Linked DNA regions of Sus scrofa: regions 2, 3 and 4 are each linked to region 1. The links are chromatin contacts, called in public Hi-C and promoter capture Hi-C maps. All regions are on one chromosome and are shown on one strand. Each heading gives the region's core, a stretch centred on a gene start, on an enhancer-like site or on the middle of the called end of the contact. The rest is flanking DNA. Distances are from core to core; before and after follow the strand shown.

What was found. Promoter capture Hi-C pulls out the DNA fragments that hold promoters and counts their contacts. A called contact is a pair of places that touch in the nucleus more often than the background predicts.
Region 2: a promoter capture Hi-C map of liver shows a contact between it and region 1, with 5 times the contacts expected there. The contact joins the promoter of NACC1 here to the promoter of C2H19orf53 in region 1. A contact is called at or near these places in 1 of 5 promoter capture datasets (liver) and 1 of 2 datasets of contacts at active chromatin or transcription factors (alveolar macrophages).
Region 3: a contact with region 1 is called in a Hi-C map of liver, with 7 times the contacts expected there. The contact joins the promoter of IER2 here to the promoter of C2H19orf53 in region 1. A contact is called at or near these places in 1 of 5 promoter capture datasets (liver), 1 of 47 Hi-C or Micro-C datasets (liver) and 1 of 2 datasets of contacts at active chromatin or transcription factors (alveolar macrophages).
Region 4: a contact with region 1 is called in a Hi-C map of liver, with 3 times the contacts expected there. The contact joins the promoter of FARSA here to the promoter of C2H19orf53 in region 1. A contact is called at or near these places in 1 of 5 promoter capture datasets (liver), 3 of 47 Hi-C or Micro-C datasets (heart right ventricle, liver and skeletal muscle) and 1 of 2 datasets of contacts at active chromatin or transcription factors (alveolar macrophages).

Annotation. Positions count from the first base shown.
Region 1 is chr2:65,345,111-65,347,810 of Sscrofa11.1, forward strand. C2H19orf53 (leydig cell tumor 10 kDa protein homolog) reads right to left here and starts at 1,350. Exons shown (of 3, transcript XM_003123347.4): 1 at 1,195-1,350; 2 at 1,062-1,117. The coding sequence starts at 1,291. All of the region lies in intron 1 of LOC110259336 (a long non-coding RNA gene), which reads left to right.
Region 2 is chr2:65,937,504-65,940,203 of Sscrofa11.1, forward strand. It overlaps NACC1 (nucleus accumbens-associated protein 1), which reads right to left and starts at 1,337. Exons shown (of 6, transcript XM_003123340.6): 1 at 1,153-1,337. TRMT1 (tRNA methyltransferase 1) reads left to right here and starts at 2,650. Exons shown (of 17, transcript NM_001243450.1): 1 at 2,650-2,700.
Region 3 is chr2:65,911,077-65,913,776 of Sscrofa11.1, forward strand. IER2 (immediate early response gene 2 protein) reads right to left here and starts at 1,415. Exons shown (of 1, transcript XM_003123342.4): 1 at 1-1,415. The coding sequence starts at 209.
Region 4 is chr2:66,104,041-66,106,740 of Sscrofa11.1, forward strand. FARSA (phenylalanine--tRNA ligase alpha subunit) reads left to right here and starts at 1,353. Exons shown (of 13, transcript XM_003123337.4): 1 at 1,353-1,549. The coding sequence starts at 1,403.

The DNA.
Region 1 (2,700 bases), core at 100-2,599:
ATCTGATTCCACCAGATCTCTATGTAACTTCTCTTTGTAACTTTACAAGATCAACCCTATCCACCTATAAACAAACAAACAAAAACATTTAAAGACAACCAGGGGGGAGTTCCCTTTGCGGCTCAGAGGTTAATGAACCCACCTAGGATCCGTGAGGATGCAGGTTCGATCCCTGACCTCGCTCAGTGGGTTAGGGTTCCAGTGCTGCCCTGAGCCACGGTGTAGGTTGCAGATGCGGCTCTGATTGTGTATTGCTGTGGCTGAGGCTGGCAGCTGTAGCTCTGATTAGACCTCTAGCCTGGGAACTTCCTAAAAAGAAAAAAAAAAAAAGAGAGAGAGAGAGAGAGAGAAAACAATCACAAAAATGATGTTCATTGGGAGTTCCCATTGTGGCTCAATGGAAATGAACCCAACTAGGATCCATGAAGACTGGGGTTTGATCCCTGGCCTCATTCAGTGGCTTAAGGATCGGGCATTGCCTGCGCTGTGGTATACGTTCAGATGCCGGTGGGATCTTCTGCTGCTGTGGTTGTGGTGTAGGCTGCAGTGGCAGCTCAGATTCTACCCCTAGTCTGGGAACTTCCATATGCTGCAAAAAAACAAAACAAAACAAACAAAAAACACTCCCCAAAACAGCCCTGTGCTCTTCTCAGAGGTTTACTGGTATCCTATGGCAATGAATCCCTACAAGAAAAGTGCTACCACTATGACCATTTCACAGGTAAGAGGCTCAAGGTAAAGAAATAATGGCTGTCAAAGGACCCTCGATGTGCACCCAGCACTGCCTTCCTGCAAAGCTGGGTTTTTTTTTTTCCAACTCGTGTCCCAGGCTGCCTTTCCTCTCGATATCTGTTAAAGAGGACAGTAACAGTGAACGAACGAAAGAAATCAAACTGCGAAAGCAGCTAACCTAAGTTGAACAGTTTTTGCGCGACAGTCCTTACTTTAGAAGGCCCGTTGATTGGTAGATAATTTTTCCGTACGTACTGCACCTAGAAGGAAACTGAGGCTCACAGCACTGGGTATTCTCCACCCTCAGCCCCTCGCAAGCCCGCGCTCACCTTCTTAAGCTTCTGCTGCTGCACGATGCGTGCCTTCTTGGGTGCGATTACGCGACCTGGGGAAGGATGCGCTTTCATAAGGCTGGAGATTCCGGGATCCACCTCCCCCCTCAGCCCCCAGCCCGTTCCTCACCGCCCTTCCTTGGCCCCCGGTTCCGCTCCGAGGCCGCCGCAGCCGTCTTGCTCTTCCCCGGCTTCTGCGCTTGGAATTTGGGCTGCCCCTGCGCCATGCTCAGTCACGAACCGGAATAGGCGGGGCCGTGAGCAGTCGCAGCCGGAAGGCGCTGGGCACGATGGGATACAGTGGGATCGGAGGCGCAATAGCTCATGGGACATTATGTGGCAAAGAATTAAAGGGACAGCTACCCAGATTGGTTAAGTAGATGATCATAGCCCGGGCTTTGCAAAAAAGTAAAGGTTATAGTGATAAGCTAACACTTACTGGGTACTTATTTGTTTTGCAAAACTTACACTATTTTATGCTCTTTATACATAAAATTAAATCTAGGTCCTAAGGGGAGACAAGTGAAGCACTCTGGTGCAAAATTTAAGGTTTCCCAAACTTCAGTAATCGAGATTAAAAAAAAAATTATATATATTTTTGCTTTTCTTTTTTTTTTTAGGGCTGCACCCACCGCACACGGAGGTTCCCAGGCTAGGGTCAAATGGGAGCTACAGTTGCTGGCCTATGCCAGAGCCACAGCAACGCAGGATCCGAGCCCCCTCTGTCACCTATACACCACAGCTCACGGCAATGCCGGATCCTTAACCCACTGAGCAAGGCCAGGGATTGAACCTGCAACCTCGTGGTTCCTACTCAGGTTCGTTAACCACTGCGCCATGACAGGAACTCCAAAATATATATATTTTAAAATTTTATAATGATTTTTATTTTTTCCATTATAGTTGGTTTACAGTGTTCTGTCAATTTTCTACTGTACAGCAAAGTGAGCCAGTCACACATATATGTATACATTCTTTTTTCTCGCATCATCATGCTCCATCCTAAGTGACTAAAAACATTTTTAACATTAAAATATATATATTTTTAAAAGATAAAAAAAAATATATTTTCTTCCTAGGGCTGCACCTGCAGCACATGGAAGTTCCCAGGCTAGGTGTCAAATCAGAGCTGCAGCTGCCGGCCTAAGCCATGGCAAAGCAGAAATCAAGCTGCGTCTGTGACCTACACCACAGCCTGAGGCAATGCCAGATCCTTAACCCACTGAGCAAGGCCAGGGATCAAACCCACATCCTCGATACTAGTCGGGTATCCACTGAGCCACAATGGGGACTCCTAAAAATATACATTTTTTTGTCTTTTTGCTATTTCTTGGGCTGCTCCCATGGCATATGGAGGTTCCCAGGCTAGGGGTTGAATCGGAGCTGTAGCTGCCAGCCTACGCCAGAACCACAGCAACGCGGGATCCGAGCCGCATCTGCGACCTACACCACAGCTCACGGCCACTCCGGATCGTTAGCCCACTGAGCAAGGCCAGGGATCGAACCCGCAACCTCATGGTTCCTAGTCGGATTCATTAACCACTGCGCCATGACGGGAACTCCCCCTAAAAATATTTTAATATTAAAAAAAATCAGGGATTCCTGCCATGGGGCAGTGGGTTAATGATGTGGCTTG
Region 2 (2,700 bases), core at 87-2,586, 590 kb after region 1:
CAAGGTGGGGAAAGAATCTAAGACCCTAAGGTGTTCAGATAACAGGGGTGGGGGGTGGGGTGTGTGTGTATATGCTGGGCTGCCTCCATGAAGATATACCGGTTAGAGATGTACAAGAGGGTGATAAACAATATGGGCAAGCTAGGTGTTCCAGACTATTTCCCAAGAATCCCACACAAACACCCTCCTGGCAGGCTCAAACTCTGGAACAGCCCGCAGAGGCTTGCCCAAAGGGTAGGTCGGGACCTAGAACCTGATAAATAGAGATGAGAGGTGTGAGAAAGAGTAAACACTTCAGGTTTGACTCCAACTTAACATCTGGCCGACAAAGGGGGGCGCACCTTGGCACGTGCCTTTTGATCACAGTACTTTCTCCGGACCTGCTCCTACACCCCCACAAGCCTACTTAGTCCAAAGGCTCTGCCTCTCCCTCCCAAAGCTCCTACAGTAGTTCCTCAACCTACCTGATCGCCCCCGTATCCGGCCCTCGCCACCCCTCCAACGCTCCCAGCACTAACCTCATGTGACCCCTGCAAACATCTCTGGGATCTCCTAACCGCCCCCACCCGAACTAACTCCGCCCACACCCACCCAGCTCCACTTCCTGGGCTTCTCCCCAGCCGCCCCCAAGCCTGTAACCTGACCCACCTCCTCCGGCGCCCCGACAGTACCTGCAAGCCCGGCCCCTCCCCGCCCCCCTCGGGGCCATTTCCCTCCAGCCAAGCCGCTTTCCCCTCCTCCCCCATTCCGCCGGCCCAAAGACCGACTCCTCCTCCCCCTCCCCCTCCGGCCTCCACGGGCGCCTCTTCACTTTTCCTCCTCCGGCCCTCCCTCCAACTTCCTGGGCCCCTAGCCACCTGCCCCGGCCTGGCCTCACGCCTCTCTGGCCGGGAATAGGGGGAGGTCTGGGCCCGATCCCGACGCCCGCAAGCCCCGCGGTCCCGCGCGGGGCTGAACGCTCGAAGCCGCTCGCGGGGGCCGGGACTCCCCACACACTCGCCGGCTGGGGCATAGTGCAGGCTACTGGCCAGGTTCCTGGTTGGAGGAGGCCCCCATGTCTTCCCTCCCCTCGCCCCTTAGCCAGACCTCGGATGCCCTCGGGCCGCCCAAGCAAGAGGAGGCCGGAACCGGGCCTGGGGCGGGCCGCCTCACCTGCGCCGTGGCCGCGCTCCGGGGGCTCCCGGCAGGCTCCGCAGCGGCGGCTGGGGCCGGGCCTGGGCCCGGGGCGCGCCCCCCTGCGCCGGGGCCTCGGCCTCCGCCTCCGCGGCCTCCGCGGCCTCCGCCTCAGCAGCAGCGGCAGCCGCGGCGGCCATTCATTGTGGGCCAGGCCGCCCCAGCCGAGCGCCGAGCGAGCGCAAGGCGCGCCGCCGCCGCAGCCCGGCCGGGGAGGAGCGGCCTGGCCCCGCCCGCGCACCGCCCCCAAAACCCGCCCCCCCGAGGCTAGGCCAGCCGAGCACCGAGAGCACACCCCTTCTTTTCTCAGTCTCCTCCCTCCGCCCCCTGGACTCAACGCCTGGACCTCGGCCCTGCTGGAGAGTTCCAGTCCCCACCCCGTCACCTTCTAGTCCCACAACCTAAAGCAAGTCGCTTTCCCTTCGGAATTTTAGTTTCCTGTAAAAACGCAAACAATAATGTCTGCTGTTTATTGTGTCAGGCACTGTTTTGTGTTCTTTATGGGATTATCTCGTTTAAACTTCACATTAACATCTTTAGATAGGAGTTATTTTACACACACACACACACACACACACTTTCAAAAAATAAGAAAGCACAGAGAAACGAAGAAACCTCCTCAGGATCACTCAGCAAGGAAGTGGTGGCGGGTTCCAGGATTCAAACCGAGGCTCAAGAAGAGACAATAAAAGTTAATACTTGGAGTTCCCTTGTGGCACAACGTGTTAAGTATCCGGTGTTGTCACTGCAGCGGCCCGGATCAAGTTCAGTCCCTGGGCTGGGAACTTCGACATGCCACAGGCATGGCAGAACAAGTATTTTATGATGCTTATGCGATGCCACGTTCCATTCTAAGCATTTCACTCATTTAATTCTCGTCACAACTCAATAACGAAAGTTTAAAAGTTCTGCCCATTTTGCAAATGTGTAAATATGAGCAGAGAACATTAAGAACAAGTAGCAGGATGAGCTGGGGAATACAGGCCTCTATGCCCTCCTTTCCTACACCACTTAGAACCTACTGAAGGTTTACTATGTGAGAGGGACTACTTTGCACATTTTCCAATGTCGTTTAATTTTTGCTCTATAGGATTCTTCTCTAACAGGTAAGGAAAGTGAGTATAATTTAAATAAAGTGCCAAGAGCATGTGGTAGGACTGAGTTTCAAACGCAGTAAATCTGTTTTCAGAGCCTGAGTTATTCCTGCAGGATGCCCTGAAAATAATGTGCTTAAAACCCAGGAAACAGGAGACGATCAATAGGTGTTGGATTTCCGCTTATCGCCCCTTTTCTGAGCCTCACCCTCCTCATCCGAGAAATGGGGCTAGTGACGTATTCCCTCCCAGGGGAGCCGCAGTGATTGAGGCCACCACACAACACGTTCAGCTCTTTGCGCCGTGCATTTTGATTCCCGCTGCCCACTGTAGGTAGCATCACTGATTGACTGGATTCTGTCACGTGACGTGCCCTCCCACTGTGCCAACATGGCGGCGCCCAGGTCCTAATCCGGGAAACGTGCACCGAAAT
Region 3 (2,700 bases), core at 165-2,664, 570 kb after region 1:
CGAGGATCAGGGGAGCGGGCGGGTGGCAAGGGCACCTCAGGCTCGTGGGCTTCCACCTTTGCCGAAAGGTAGAGCTCCCGGGCGCTACGCATGACCAGCGACAGCTGCAGACTCCGGTGCAACCGTAGGCCACCGCGCTGCATGCGCGAATGGTACATCTTCCAAACGGACAGGGTCATAATGCGTTGCGCCTCTTTCTGCACTTCCATGACGACTCGACGGCGGGACCGAGGTTTGGCGGGGACTCTGGGCTGGGCAGGGGAGGTGGCAGGTGCACTCCAGACTATGCGTTCGTTCACGCCTCTCTCTGCGGAGATACCCACACTGAGAGACTAGTAGGACGCTCTGCCCGGCCGCCCGCCACCCGGGCCCTTTTGTACCCAGTGTGATGTCACGGAGACGCCCCGCCCAATCAGAGAGCCGCATCCGGGCTTTCCGCAGCGCAGCGGGGCTAGAGACTCCTTAAAGGGACAGGGTGGGATTTACCCTGAGATGAAAAGGGACCCGAACTTGTAGAGGGTGAGCGTTCCCCAGTCCAAGCTGACCTCTCCCGGCGGTATCCTTTCTCAGTGGCCCCAGTGCATCCTTGCGCAGGCCCAGTGTAGGGGGGCCGTAGGTGGGGCTCAGGGCCGACCCACGGGTTGCGTCTGTAGAGCCCAGCGAGCTGGCCTTAGCTTGTAAGTTTCCTTTCGCACCTGGGAAGACCCGGGTTCCAGCCGGTACATCCCCCGTGGGAACAGTGCCTAGCATCTACCAGTCTCTTAATTAACGTTTTTTTGTTGTTAATAACGATGCTAGCAACATTTATTAAGCACTTACTATGTGCCACGCGCTAAAGTCTTTCCTTTCATAAATATGTTATTGATCTCTCACCTCCACTCCGCGGAGGGTAGTTATATCTGATTTCTTCAGGTGGGGAAACCTAGACAAGAGTGATTCGTCCAATATTTGCTAAACAAATAAATGGGCTACTGCGGTGAAACGAGACCGTTTGGGCCTCCAGCCCTCTCCATTCCCCTCCGTATGGAAGCGGTAAGAAGGCGGGACACGCTGGTTGCGTTGCCTTAGAGCAAAGATGCCCACTCCACGGGCGGCGGATGTCTGCAGACACAAGTGCAGTCCAGGCTGCCATCTCTGCGCTCCGCAAGAATCACCCTCCCACTTCGTCTGTTTCCCTAGGCACGAAATCCACCGTGGGCGTGGAACTCGTAAGGCGGAGTACCCAGCCGCAACACAACCCGAGTGAGCACGTGGCTGTGGCCCCCCAAACGACGCAGCGGTGCTCCGCCTCTGCTCCCCAGGAGGCGGAGTTGGGGTAGAAGCTGAAAACTGAACAACTCAGAAATAGAGCAGATAGAAAACAGCCGCCCCACCTTCCGCTTCGCACTACAGTTCCAAGGAAACCTAATTCCAGTTACTCAGGAAAAAAAAAAAAAAAAAAAAAAAGCAATACGGTTCGAATAGTTCCATTCATTCGTGGTGCGGGCCCTTTAAGGGAAGGCTCCACCGCCCCCAACTCTTGCGCGAGCCTTCCCGCCAAGAGATCTGCTAGACTTCCACCACTAAATTTGGAAGTAATGACGTAGAGCGTGCGCGTGAGCCGCTTCCGGCTGCCCATATAAGGACAGGAACCCGGATCTCGATACGGGACAGCCACGGGCTTCTTCCGGGCGGGGGTGGTGCCTTAGCCTCCGGACACGCCCCCTCCGCTCTTTCTCTCCCGGCAGCTAGGGCTGGCTGGAGCCCCCGGTTTCCGGAGCGGCGTTCAGCCCGGCCCACAGAGAGGAAGGAGAAAGTTTCGCTTCCTTCCCTCCGGAGACCGGGAAGATGTGACGCCCCTCCAGAAAAGCCCCTGCTGGCGTGTAGGGGCTACCTCACTGTTCACTCTGACGCCGTATCCCAGAGATCTACACAAAGACCTTGCCAACTCAAGCAGCTACTCCCTGAGGACTCTCATTCTGGTCCCCTCCATGGAGATCCTGCCCCTCCCCTTAAAGTGATCCTCCTTTGCACCTCTGGATCACGCTCAGGTCCCCCATCTCCAACTCTGACACATGGGGGGGTCAATTATTCTCTCTTCTAAAAGACTTCTCCCAAAACCGCTCCCATTCAGCGATCCTGCCATATATTACTCGCTGAGAACGTCCTCATCCCCGCTCCCCCACACTCCCAATCCCACGAAACTCCACAACGACATCCCCCGCCCAGGCGCTGTCTCTGACACACAACAGGGGCGACCTTCTGAGGGTTTCTTAAGATAGCCCGCTCCAAGAATCAGGACCCCACTCGGGCAACGGTCCCCCCCACCAATAAAAAAAAAATGCTTTCTCGGAGACCCCACACATAAAGGTTCTGTCGCACAGGCGGCCACCCTGAGTCCCTCTCCAGACATTCCCTGGTCCCACTCCACGCGCAAAGGACTTCATTGCAGGCTATCTTCAGAGTTGCCCCCACCACACTCCCTCCCACGACCCCCAGGTCGCACCCAGAAAGATCCTACCCTCCAGAAGCATTTCCAGGGCCCCCATCCAGGGCCATCCTGCCCCGGGATGCTTCCCTCCTCCGCAGGAAAAAAAGAGGAGGGGTAAATCAAACAGAACTCGTCACAGAATGCCTGCAGTTCACCCTGGCCCCGCGGGAAGGTGGAGAGACCACCCATCCCCATACTGCTCCCCAAACCTGTCACACCTGACCCTGGGC
Region 4 (2,700 bases), core at 103-2,602, 760 kb after region 1:
AGTAACCCCATTTTCCAGGCTCAAATAACAATTATGATGGCTAAATAAGTAAATGCATACTGCTTAAAATAGCACCTAACACACAATCCACACTCAAAAAAAATTTTTTTTTCTTTTTAGGGCCACATCTTCCGCGTTTGGAAGTTCCTAGGCTAGGGGCTGAATCGGAGCTGCAGCTGCCAGCCTACACCACAGCAAGACCAGATCTAAGCTTCATTTGTAAGCTACGCTACATCCTTAACCCACTGAGTGAGGCCAGGGATTGAACCCGCATCTTCATGGATATTAGTTGGCTTGTAACCTGCTGAGCCACAACGGGAACTCTCTGGTATTTTTATATTAAGTGTTGAAATAATAATTCGGACACTTTAGGTTCTGTAAAGTCTTCAAATTAATTTCACCCCTTTTGTTTTTAACATTGCTACAAGGAAGTGTAAGATTACATTTGCATCTCAAATTATATCTCTATAGGTGAGCACTGATCTATGCTACAAATTATTTCCCTGACATAGGTCTTCTCAAAGCATTGGGGCAAAGAGGGGGTGGAGAGGGCAGGCTCTGAGGTGTTTATAATTTCTCACACCATCTCCACCTTGCAGAACCTTAGACAAGGCATATCTCTGTCCAAGCCTCGGTTTTCACATCTGTGAAGTGGAGATTATATTGGTATATATCATACAGTTTTTGGGAAAATGAAATAGCAAACCCGAAGCACTTAGCACTGGCCTGGATGTATGGGATACTGTCCACACAGATTAGCTGCTACCTTGACTCTTAACTGAGTCCTTCTCCCTCTATAAATAGGGTTGGTCCCTATCCAGCCTCCCTTTGAACATTTCAAAGTAGTTGACATCAGCAGGATGATTGTGTCTGGAGCCAGCCCACCACCCACAGCCCTCTTGTGGGTTATAAAAGAATCCCCCAAGGGCACAGTGCTCTGAGGCCCAGAGAGGGGAAAGGTCAAAGTCACGGAGCTTGCTGAAGATGGGGCTGGAAGAAGCTTAAAACAACACTGTGAGGAGCTCCCTGGTGGCCTAGCAGTTAAGGATCCAACATTGTCACTACTGTGGCTCTGGTCACTTGTTGTGGTGCAAGTTCCAGCCCTGGTCCAGGAACTTCTGCTTGCCACAATCGTGGCCAACGCTGACCCCGCCCCCAATGCTGTGAGTCTGTGGTTGACAGCATCGATTTGACCCTTCTGGTCAACCAGACGCCACTAGTCCAGCTAGGTCTGGGCTCCTAACTCGCTCTGGAGTTCAAGTGACACACCCAAGATGGCGGTGTACCGACCCGACGACATGATCCGCCACACACAAGATGGCGACGAACGCTCTGGACGCCGGTTCCGCTTCCGGTTGCCCTGGCCGCCGGCAGGGACACGCCGTGCGCACTGGGAGCAGCCATGGCCGACGGTCCGGTGCCGGAGGTGTTGCTGCGGCGGCTGGAGGCGGCTGATGGCGGCCTGGACAGCGCAGAGGTGGCAGCCCAGCTGGGTTTAGAACACCAGGCTGTGGTGGGTGCCGTGAAGAGCCTGCAGACACTGGGCGAGGTGAGCCGGGCCCTTCAAGCCGGGCCTCCTGGCTTTTGCATCTGCAGTTCCCTTGCCAGGTGTCTCTGCCTCCAGAACAAACTCTGTCAGGCCTGGTTAGGGGTAGTTGTATATGTGTCCAGCCCAGGGTGCGCAGGCGGGGAGTCAGGAATAAATGAGGGCCCGGACGTTCCTACTGCAGTAAATGTCCATTGAGGCTGAGAGGGTGGGTAGTGTGATGGTGGACGAAAAAGACGCAGTTGGTGCCGTCATGGAGATTGCGGTCTAATAGATAAACTCAAGTGACCAGAGTGATGAAGGAGAAATACAGAGAATTCAGAGGTGACAGCTGAGCTGGCCTTGAGGAGCAGGGAGAGCATCCCAAAAGCGGTGATAGCTAAGTCGGGTTTCCGCATTTAGGAGAAAAACCATGGCACTTTAGGAATTGATGGGATGTGGAGGTAGGTGATGAAAAACACCAGCAGAGCCAGAATTTGCAAGGCCTTCTAGGTCTTTATCTCACAGGGGCCATGGCAGGAGCTGGAGCCACTCAGATGTTTGTACTGCCTACATCACTTTGGGGAAGGATTGGCAGGGGTGGGACTGGAGGTGAAGGGACAAAGGCAGAGGCTGCTGCATCCTCAAAGTAGAGAATATGGTCCTCGGTTGAAGGGAGGCAACTGGAATGGAGAAGGGATTCAAGAGAAAGAATGAAATGAGATTCACGACAAGGTAAGGGGAGCACAGCTAAACCCCAGCCTTCCGACTTGGACAAATGAAGGGCGATGGAGCCAGAAAGGAAGGATGCTAAGAGACCTGTCAGCCACCCAGGAGACTGGATCCAAGTGGCTGGGACTGAGAAAACAGATCTGGGCTTTTTATTCATCAGGCTCATAATCAGTGCCACACTCTGGTCTCAGCTTTATTTATGATCCAGTCTTTGATGTAATATTAGGATGATGGCACTATTATCCCCATTTTGCAGATGTGTCAACTTCTAAGCTGTGGTCAGAAACTTGATCAATGTCACTAGAAGGAATAAGCAAATCTGGGTTTGCAATCAGGCACTCAGGCTATAAAGTCTGAGGTTCTCAGTGCAAACAGGAATTGAAGCTATGGTATGTGGGATGACAGCACCTTGATTGAGGTGAAGTTGACATCTGTTGTTTACA